Regions from separate parts of the Sus scrofa genome. Here regions 1 and 2 are each linked to region 3. A link is a contact called in public Hi-C data. All regions are on one chromosome and are shown on one strand. Each heading gives the region's core, a stretch centred on a gene start, on an enhancer-like site or on the middle of the called end of the contact. The rest is flanking DNA. Distances are from core to core; before and after follow the strand shown. Region 1 has its middle 19 kb from the start of FEM1A. Region 2 holds the start of MPND (MPN domain-containing protein). Region 3 holds the start of TNFAIP8L1 (tumor necrosis factor alpha-induced protein 8-like protein 1).

What was found. Hi-C and Micro-C count contacts between places; a contact is called where the count stands out from the background.
Region 1: a Hi-C map of retroperitoneal adipose tissue shows a contact between it and region 3, with 13 times the contacts expected there. The contact joins the enhancer-like site here to the promoter of TNFAIP8L1 in region 3. A contact is called at or near these places in 4 of 47 Hi-C or Micro-C datasets (mesenteric adipose tissue, omental adipose tissue, retroperitoneal adipose tissue and 1 more).
Region 2: a contact with region 3 is called in a Hi-C map of embryonic fibroblasts, with 2.3 times the contacts expected there. The contact joins the promoter of MPND here to the promoter of TNFAIP8L1 in region 3. A contact is called at or near these places in 3 of 47 Hi-C or Micro-C datasets (embryonic fibroblasts, heart right ventricle and liver).

Annotation. Positions count from the first base shown.
Region 1 is chr2:74,024,369-74,027,421 of Sscrofa11.1, forward strand. No RefSeq gene overlaps it. Among named protein-coding and RNA genes, the nearest start is that of FEM1A, 19 kb to the right of the region's middle. Within about 2 kb of position 1,358, at least 16 of the 83 cell types and tissues checked have an H3K27ac peak or open chromatin away from gene starts, as enhancers often do. A contact at or near this core is called in retroperitoneal adipose tissue, where this site is marked.
Region 2 is chr2:74,454,533-74,457,584 of Sscrofa11.1, forward strand. MPND (MPN domain-containing protein) reads right to left here and starts at 1,396. Exons shown (of 12, transcript XM_021084063.1): 1 at 1,292-1,396; 2 at 934-1,187; 3 at 1-194. The coding sequence starts at 1,388.
Region 3 is chr2:74,219,499-74,222,459 of Sscrofa11.1, forward strand. TNFAIP8L1 (tumor necrosis factor alpha-induced protein 8-like protein 1) reads right to left here and starts at 1,313. Exons shown (of 2, transcript XM_021084049.1): 1 at 1,135-1,313.

The DNA of each region.
Region 1 (3,053 bases), core at 108-2,607, 200 kb before region 3:
GGAGGCCACTTAGGGAAGGGCAACTTCACGGGGGCCACATGAACCCAGAGGCAGGGGCTCCCCCACAATTTTGGCTGCCCCAGCGCCCCCTGGTGGCCACCACTTTCCCAGATACCCTCCCACATCAATGTCCTGTGGGCCTGGGGTGTTTCCTGGGGAAGAAGTCACATGTGTCCTCCAGGCAACTTTAAAGAAGTCAACAGCTTTAAAGAAAAATGGAGGGGAGTCCCCACTGTGGCCCAACAGGATCTGAGGCATCTCTGCAGTGCCATGACACTGGTTCGATAGCAGCTTGCACAGGGGGTTAAAAAATCCAGCTTGCAGGAGCTGTGGTGTAGGTCGTAACTGTGGCTCGGGCAGGGAACTCCATGTGTCTTAGACCAGCAAAAAAAGAAAAAAAAAAAAAAAAACCCTGAAACTTGAATAATAACAGAGGTTTTATTTACAGGGGTCAGTAGGTATACCTCTGTAAGCATCATTCCTGCTTAGAATGATGTCTGAGATGATTCGATCTTTTAGAAATTTTCTCTGCTTAGCGGGCAGTGCTGTGCCCAGAGTCGCACGGCGCATGCTCGGCTGCAGCTTGGCCTGGGTAGAACTAGGGAGGCGTTGTGTTTGAATCTCCAAAATCTGATTCTCCAGTGCAGTCTGGTTGTTCCACTGCTGCGGGAGACACAGAAGAGGTGACAGACCCCCACATATCACCTGCCTGGCCTCCCCAACAATCATTGTAGCACTGCACACAAATGCACTATCAACAGAGGCATATTTAGAGTTATTTTCCGGGAGTTCCGGTTGTGGTGCAGCGAAAACGGATCCAAATAGTATCCATGAAGATGCGGGTTCGATCCCTGCCTCATTCAGTGGGTTGGGAATCCGGCCTTGCCACGAGCTGTGGTGTAGATCACAGAAGCGGCTTGAATCCAGCATCGCTGTGGCTGTGGCTAGGCCAGCAGCTACAGCTCCAATTAGACCCCTCACCTGGGAACTTCCATGTGCCGGGGTGTGGCTCTAAAAAGCAAAATAAATACATAAAATTAAGATAAAGTTACTGAACAGAAAATAGATTGCCATGGTTCAAAATTCAAAAGGCACCATAGAAGGATCCGGATAAAGTTGTCCCTCTCCCTCCCCAATCACCTAGAGACACTAGTGTGACTGATCTGTAGCCTGTCCAGCCGCTCCTCCAACCCCACAGTCTGCCCTACCAGCCATTAGAGGGCTCTTGTGAGCACCTGAGTCCGGCCAACCCCTCCTCTGCCCACAGCCCTCCAGGTAAAATCCCAAGTCCTTCCCAGGAACCCACAGGGCCCTACAGAACCTGCCACTGTCCCCTCCCTCACTTGTTGTTTCCTCCTCTGCTCCAGCCACACAGGCATTCCTCTCTGTTCCTCCAACACACCAGGAACAGTCCTGCCCCAGGACCTTTGCATGGCCCCTGCCCACTGCCTGGTGCGTCTTTCCTCCTGATACTGCCATAGCTCACTCCTCTCACTCCTTTCAGGATTCTGCTCAAATGTCACTTTCTGGGTGGAATCTTCTCTGAAGAGCCTATTTAAAATCCGTTTTAAATTGCTCTTCTCGGCATTCCTGTTGTGGCTCAGTGGTTAACAAATCTGACTAGGAACCATGAGGTTGTGGATTCGATCCCTGGCCTCGCTCAGGGGGTTAAGGATACAGTGTTGCTGTGAGCTGTGGTGTAGGTCGCAGATGCCACTAGGACCTGGCGTATGAGAAATGCCCCTAGTCCTGTCTCTAGCCTAGAGCAGTGGGCTGCCTAGGAATTAGGCAATCAACTACACAGCAGAAGGAAAATATGAGATACCTTACTTTTATTCTTATTTTCCAGTTGCATCATTCCTGGGGGTGGAGGTGTGCTCAGGGTCTCAGGTGGGTGAGATCAATGAACAAATATACACATGGGTGGAGTTGCTCACCTGGGTGCTGGTGTGAAAGTTTGCAGATGGCTGCTGCTGAGTCAGTGAGTGTCTGTTTCTTTTGCTTCTTCTAAAAGTATCTGCTTCCTGTCAGGGTCTGGCACTGTGCTGGGTCTTTGCCAGGAATTGCTCTGACACTGAAGATCAGAGTTACCATGACCCAGACCCTGGCCAGGCGGGGCTTCTCGGGAAACAGAAAGTCCAGTGGGGCTAGAAGGAGGAAGTTTCTGCTGGCTGCACAGCCAGCAACCCCCACCCCCTGCCTCCTCTGCCTCTGCAAATAAAGGGGCTTCTGGAAGGTAGGGTCAGCCCTGAGGGGGCCAGGGTGAGGTTTTTCCTGAAGGGTTTGTTCCCGAATGAAAAAAAAATTTTTTTCTAAGGGCTGTACCTGTGGCATATGGAAGTTCCCAGGCCAGGGATTGAATCAGAGCTACAGCTCCCGACCTGTACCACAGCCACAGCAACTCAGAATCTGAACCACGTCTGTGATCTACACCACAGCTCAGGGCAATGCCAGATCCTTAATCCACTGAGCAAGGCCAGGCATCAAAACCGCATCCTCGGAGTTCCCGTTGTGGTGCAGCCAAAAGGAAACCAACTAGGAACCATGAGGTTGCAGGTTCCATCCCTGGCCTCTCTCAGTGGGTTAAGGATCCGGCGTGTCGGTGAGCTGTGGTGTAGGTCGCAGACGTGACTCAGATCTGGCATTGCTGTGGCTGTGGTGCAGGCTGGCAGCTGTAGCTGATTCGACCCCCAGCCTGGGAACCTCCATATGCCCCGGGCGTGGCCATAAAAAACAAACAAACGAAAAAACTACATCCTCATGGATACTAGTTGGGTTCTTAACCTGATGAGCCACAATGGGAACTCCCAGGATGGAATTTACAAAGTCCTCAGGGATACTCATCCTCTCATCCCCCTCCCATTAGCGACTCCTCAGCCCCCTCCTGGTCAATGCTATCCCTAACTTTGAGCCCAGTGGTCCCTTCTCTATCCTCCTCCCTCTCTCAGAGCCTTCTGACCAGGCCAGACCCCCTCCTCCTAAAAACTCCATCCTCATGCGGCCCCCAGGCTCCATACACCCCCTCCCTCCCTCTCACTTCTCACAGACCTTCT
Region 2 (3,052 bases), core at 146-2,645, 240 kb after region 3:
AGCCAGGCAGCCTTGTACTTGTCCAGTTTCTGGCCCTTGTACTTGACGGAGGCCCAGCCACAGCCGGACTTCTTGGCTGGGTTCACCAGCTTCTTGCAATGGGTGGCCCAGGCACTGGGTGAGTTGAACACCTGCCCTGTTTCCTGCCACACAATCCTCCCATCGGGCTGCAGGTCTCCCACGAACTTCTTCCCCTGCAGTGAGAGTGGGCTGGCTGGGCCCAGGAGCTGATACCCATCAAGACCCCTCCTCCAGAAAATCCTCCCTAACTCTCCCAGAGTTTGGCACCTACTTCCCACTTTCTTCCACAAAGCCTTTTAGCTTAGGTGCCTCCCAATACCTAGATATCCATGGTCTAGTCCTGTTCAGCCTGGATTGAAACTTCCAGTTATGTGTCTGTCCTCCACTCCCTTCACTGGACTGTGAGCCACAAAGGACAGAACAGGGTCTGTATTGCTCTCTGCTGTGTCCCTAATGCCCAACACAGCCTGGCACACAACAGGTGCTCAATTCACAAATTGCTCCCACTCACAAAGAGCAAAACTATATTAATAACAACAGTAATAACAGCAAACACTTATAAAGCACTTACTGTGTAGCAGGCATACTGCTGAGCACTTTATTCACTGAATCCTCATACGACCACGTGGGAGGGAAAAAATCCCGTTTTACAGATGGGGAAACTAGGACTTGAGGAGGCTGAGCGAGATCACACAGCCAGGAAAGCACTAGTGCCCTCTCTGAGCCTGCGTTTCTCCTTTGTGGAACTGGGTGTTTGGTAAACAATGTCCTCCTGCCCAAGAAGGTCAGGATGCTCCGTGCCTCAGTTTCCCCTCCCCACGCTGCGGCTTGGCCTGTAGCAAAGGAGCACTCTGGAGTCCGGTTTCCCCTTTTGGCCCCAGCTAGGATGGGCTGGGGCTGGGGAGCGCTCACCAGGTAGTAGATGGACAGCACCCCGGAGCCGGGCTCCAGCAGTCCGTCTTTGAGGAGCACGCGCAGCGTGACCGCGCGCCTAGTGAACGCGCTCCCGGGCCCGCCGCAGCTCCCCGCCCCGGCCCCGCCGCCGCCGCCACTGCGCGCGCCGCCGACTGCCCCTGGACGTTCGGGGTCCTCGGCCTCCGCCTCGTCCTCGTCGTCATCCGGCGCCTCCTCGCCCGCGCCGCCCGCCGGGGACAGCGACTCCGGAGCTGCAGGCAGCAACAGGCTGCAGAGGGGCCGCGCGCCCCGAGCCGGTCCACGGTCCAGCCCCCCAGCCTGGCGCCTCGCTGGACCCCCTCAAGGTTCGCCGTACCTGCCATGGCCGCTCCGCCCCACGCCCTGTGTGCCTCCGGCTCTTTCTTCCCCGCACGTGACGCAACTCCGCCCCGAGGGGGGAGCGCCCCAGCCATTGGCCGCTTCCAGTGGGCGGGCGGGGGCTCGGCCTGCTGGAGCGAACCAAGAAACAGGCCTCCGGCCTGCGCAGGAGGGAAAAGGAGGTGGGGGCTCAGCCCTCTGGGACTATTCTGGAGACTGAGGCCTGAGGCCACCTTCCGTGGGAATGGGGTGTAACGCAGAGCTCATAGTGCAATTGGGGAAACTGAGGCCGGGGACTTCCGCTTTCGGAGAACTAATGACTCCACCTGTGACCATTGCCTACTGGATTCTGCCCTGGAGAGGGGAGAAAAGGGAAATTGAGGTCCGCAACCACCCCTCTCGAGGGACCTACAGGCCTCGGCTGTTGGAACCACGGGAGAAAGTAAGCCCTGGGAGAATAAGCCACAGTGCCCCGGGGCTGTAGGCCAAAATGTGGGGAAGCAGCCGGGCACCGCAGATGTAAAGCGTCCAAGCCGGGCGGCGGTCTCTAAGAGGTTAACTCCCACCCTCCCCAGCAGCCCTCGACTGATTTTATGACTGGATCACAGCCAAGCCCGCCAACCAATTATAAGGGGAGGGGGATTTCATCTTCAGCCTATAGACAGTGTTAAACTAAAGGACAGCCATCTTCCTCGGCCAATCAGCAGGAACCTGTAGCCCTGATACATCCAATCAATGGTAGGGTCTAGTCCGCAGCCAGCCAAACAGCGCGCGGGTAAAACCTGCCTCGCGGGCCTGTGGGGCCAACCCCAAACCAACACCCCGCCCCCGCCCGCGCCAACACTACCACCAACACGGTGCATGTGGCTGGAGTCTGGCTAGGAGTACACCGGAGGGTTGCTGCTCTTTTGACCCTGGCCACTGTCCCAGGACCTTTGCCCCGAGGTGCAGAGCTGCCTCCCAACGCTGGGACTCCCTAATCTCTGGCAGGGCTGAAAGCCGGAGGTGGGGTCTCCCCCAGGGTGCAGGGCACCTTTGTCCAGGCTCAACCTCAGATGGGTGTGGAAGAGGTGACAGACCACTGCGGGTAGGGGCGCGGGTTCCCAGGTAGGGTGGTCTGGACTCAGACTGGACTTGGCTCCAGGTCCTGCTCCACCACTTAACCAGCTCTGTGACTTTGGCCAAATGTCTCCACCTCTCTGTTTCCCTGTGGGATGACTAATTCCTGCTGCAGAGTTGTTAAAGAACAGAGCATGACATGTAGTAAGAGCTGGGGAATGTGAATGATTATTACACATAATGAAATAAAATTTCACGTGATGAAATAAAGTTTGTATCTAAAGGAAGGACAAGAAAAAAATAAAATTTTGTTTCTTTGCACCTCCTTCCTTCTTCCCTCCCTCCTTTCCAACATCCCTCCCAGATGTAATGAGCATCTGCACTACACATTATCCTCTAGAGATCCTCAAAGATGAGAACGCCTGCTTGAGAGTGAAGATCAATTTTTTTTCTTCTAAAGCTAGCAGTGTAACTACTTAATATTCTTTCCCAGCTCTGTAGGGGGTCATGTTGATTTGCTTCTTGCTTTATATGTGTTTACCTGGACTGTGTATCCTTGGTGAGCTTTATGTAAAATATCAGTGTGTCATCTTGATGTATGATCCTTGGCTTGAGAATGTATATGACTGTACCTTCAACTTCTAACAGGGGGAACAGTTCTCAGAGCTTTCTGAGAATCTGCTTCTCAGATTATAATCCT
Region 3 (2,961 bases), core at 63-2,562:
GTACAGCGTCCCTGGGCCTGCCCTTCCTCGGCCCCTCCCAGATGCCCAGCCCTAGCCTTGCCAGTCCCTTGGCCCGGCCCATGTAGACAACCTGTTGTGTTTTAAAGTTGGCGCCTGTGCACCTGGCATGGCGATAGAGGAAACAGCCCACGCAAAGGCCCTGAGGCAGGACTGTGCCTGGTGTATTGGTGGAATGTGGAGGCTGGTATGGCTGGAGCAGAGTGGGGTGAGGGGGAAAGCTGGAGGAGGTGGGGGCCAGGAGGAGACATGCAGGTCCACATTCCTGCAGTTAATCCTGGAAGCTGCCCTTACCCCTCGGGAGTTATGTCCCTCCGACAGGAAACTGAGGCTGGGAGGTTCGAATCACTTGTTCAAGGTACCATCGTGAAAATGGCAGAGCAGACCCAGGTTTGTCTCATTCCAAAGTCTGAGCTCCCCAACCACTGGGCTAAACTACCCTGGCCCTGGCTGTAGCACCCCAGGGCATTCACCTCTCCCCCCTGCTCAGGAAGTAACAGAGGCCTGTTTACAGGCAGGGCTGCCCTCCTCCAGGCAGGCCCCCCGGAATAGAGGAGGTGGTGATGCATGCAGATCTGGGTCAGGTCAACTGCCAGTTACCTCAGTGATGAAGGTCCCAATTCACAGCTGGCAAAACTAAGGCCATGGCTTCAGGCCATTGGGGAGCTCCAAGGTGGCCAGTTCGGGTGGGTCTGACCCTGGCTCTCAGCTGCCAGGACCAGCCGGAAGTCCCACTCATTGTCACCTCCACGCCTTTGGCCTGGCTGCCCACCACCTGGAATGCCCTCCTAGCTCTGGAATCTAGCCCTAGCACCTGGTGCCCTGCACTGTGAAAGGGGCAGAGTCCATCAGAGTCCTCGTGTTGGGGGGAGGAGGGTGCTGGTCCCAGAGCACCACCCCATGCCGTGGGGGTCAGTTCAGACCCGGTCTGCTACCGCCTAGCCCACACAGCAAGAGAGTGACAGAGACAGCAGGAAAGGGAGAAATGGGGAGGGAAACTGAGGCAGGAATACAGTTAGAAAGGGGGGTGCAGGAGCATGGGGGGGAGAGAAACAGAGAAGACAAGTGGCCCCCGAGATTCTCCCAGATGGGGGTGCCCTGGCACCTCTCGCTCACCTGCTCTCTGGGACCCTGTCGTCGGTCCGACCGTCGGGGCTCTGTTCGGCCGCCTCCGAGGGGCCGTTTCTGTAGCCGCGAGACTCGTGCCTGAAGACTGGGGCTCGGCGGGGCGGGGCAGGAAGCTTGGCCCCGCCCCCCTCTGGGCGGCCCCCGCCCCCGCCCCACCCGCGCGGAGAGGACCAAAGAGGGGCCGGGCCGGATCCGGGGAAACGTGGGCTCAGCCAATGGTAGTGCGGGCGGTGTACGAAGAGTCCAGTGGGAGCAGGTCGCTGCGCGGGAGGGGTAGGGCCAGGCGGCTGGGCTCGGGACTGGTGGGGGGAATTCCTCCGGAATCACGAAGAAGGCCGGATGCCGGGGGCCAGGCTAATCCTGAGCCCAGTCAAAGAAAGAAGAGGAAGGAGACTTAAGAGTCAAAAACAGAGAGAGATAGGGGGTCAGGGAGAGAAAGAGAGCTAAAATAAACTGAACAGCCACGCGACCCTTGGAAAGTCCCTTCTTCCTCCCACCCCATCCCCGACTAAGTTTAAAGTATGGCCCCGGGGAACCTTTTATATCAGAAGGACCTGGGAGCCCCTTTAAAATGCATATTCCTGAATCTGACCTGAGGTTGAAGATAAATCTTTCTGGGTTGCAGATAAATGATCTGGATGAAGTTTGAGGCAGTTGCTGCGTGGACGGACCCTAGAGACTCCACCAGGGGACGCCCAGATTCAGCCTCTTATTTCAGTGGGAATGAGCCACCGAGATATGCTGGAGCCTACTGGCAGCCGCCAGGGTAGGGCGGTGGGGCCAGCTGGGGTCCCCGGAGGATGCAGCTGTGAGTCCTGGGAACTGGGCCCTGGAGCGGCTCCCAGCTCCCATGCTGCTCCATTTCCTCCCTGCAGCCCTAGCGCTGGGTCCCAGTTGTGGCTAGGACCAGGGGGGGCCAGAGCAGGCTGGACAACCAATGTATGTCGAGTCCAGTCCTACACACAACCCTGGGACAGACCTCATGAAACAAAAAGTAATGAAGTGTCTCTTTATCCCTTCTTCTTTTTCCTTTTTTTTTCCCAAAGCGGGTGACTGGGAGTTCCCGTCATGGCTCAGAGGAAATGAATCTGACTAGCATCCATGAGGACTCAGGTTCAACCCCTGGCCTCATTCAGTGGGTTAAGAATCCAGCATTGCTGTGAGCTGTGGTGTAGGTCACAGACGAGACTCATATCTGACGTTGCTCTGGCTGTGGTGTAGGCCAGTGGCTAAAGGTCCCTTTTGACTCCTATTCTGGGAACCTCTGTATGCCACAGGTGCAGCCAAAAAGACAAACAAACAAACAAACAAACAAAAGCAGGTAACTGAGGGGAGTTCCCTTTGTGGCTCAGCAGGTTAAGAACCCAACTGGCATCCATGAGGATGCAGATTCAGTCCCTGGCCTCTGTCAGTGGCTTAAGAATCCAGGAGCTCCCGTCGTGGTGCAGTGGTTAACAAATCTGACTAGGAACCATGAGGTTGTGGGTTCGATCGCTGCCCTTGCTCAGTGAGTTAACGATCCGTTGTTGCCGTGAGCTGTGATATAGGTCACAGACTCGGCTCGGATCCCGAGTTGCTGTGGCTGTGGCGTAAGCTGGCAGCTACAGCTCCGATTAGACCCCTAGCCTGGGAACCTCCACATGCAGTAGGAGCAGCCCTAGAAAAAGGCAAAAAGACAAAAAAAAAAAAAAAAAAAAAAAATCCAATGTTGCCATGAGCTGTGCTGGAGGCTGCAGAGGTGGCTCATATTCCAAGTTGCTATGGCTGTGGTATAGGCTGGCAGCTGCAGCCCTGATACGACCTCTAGCCTGGGGG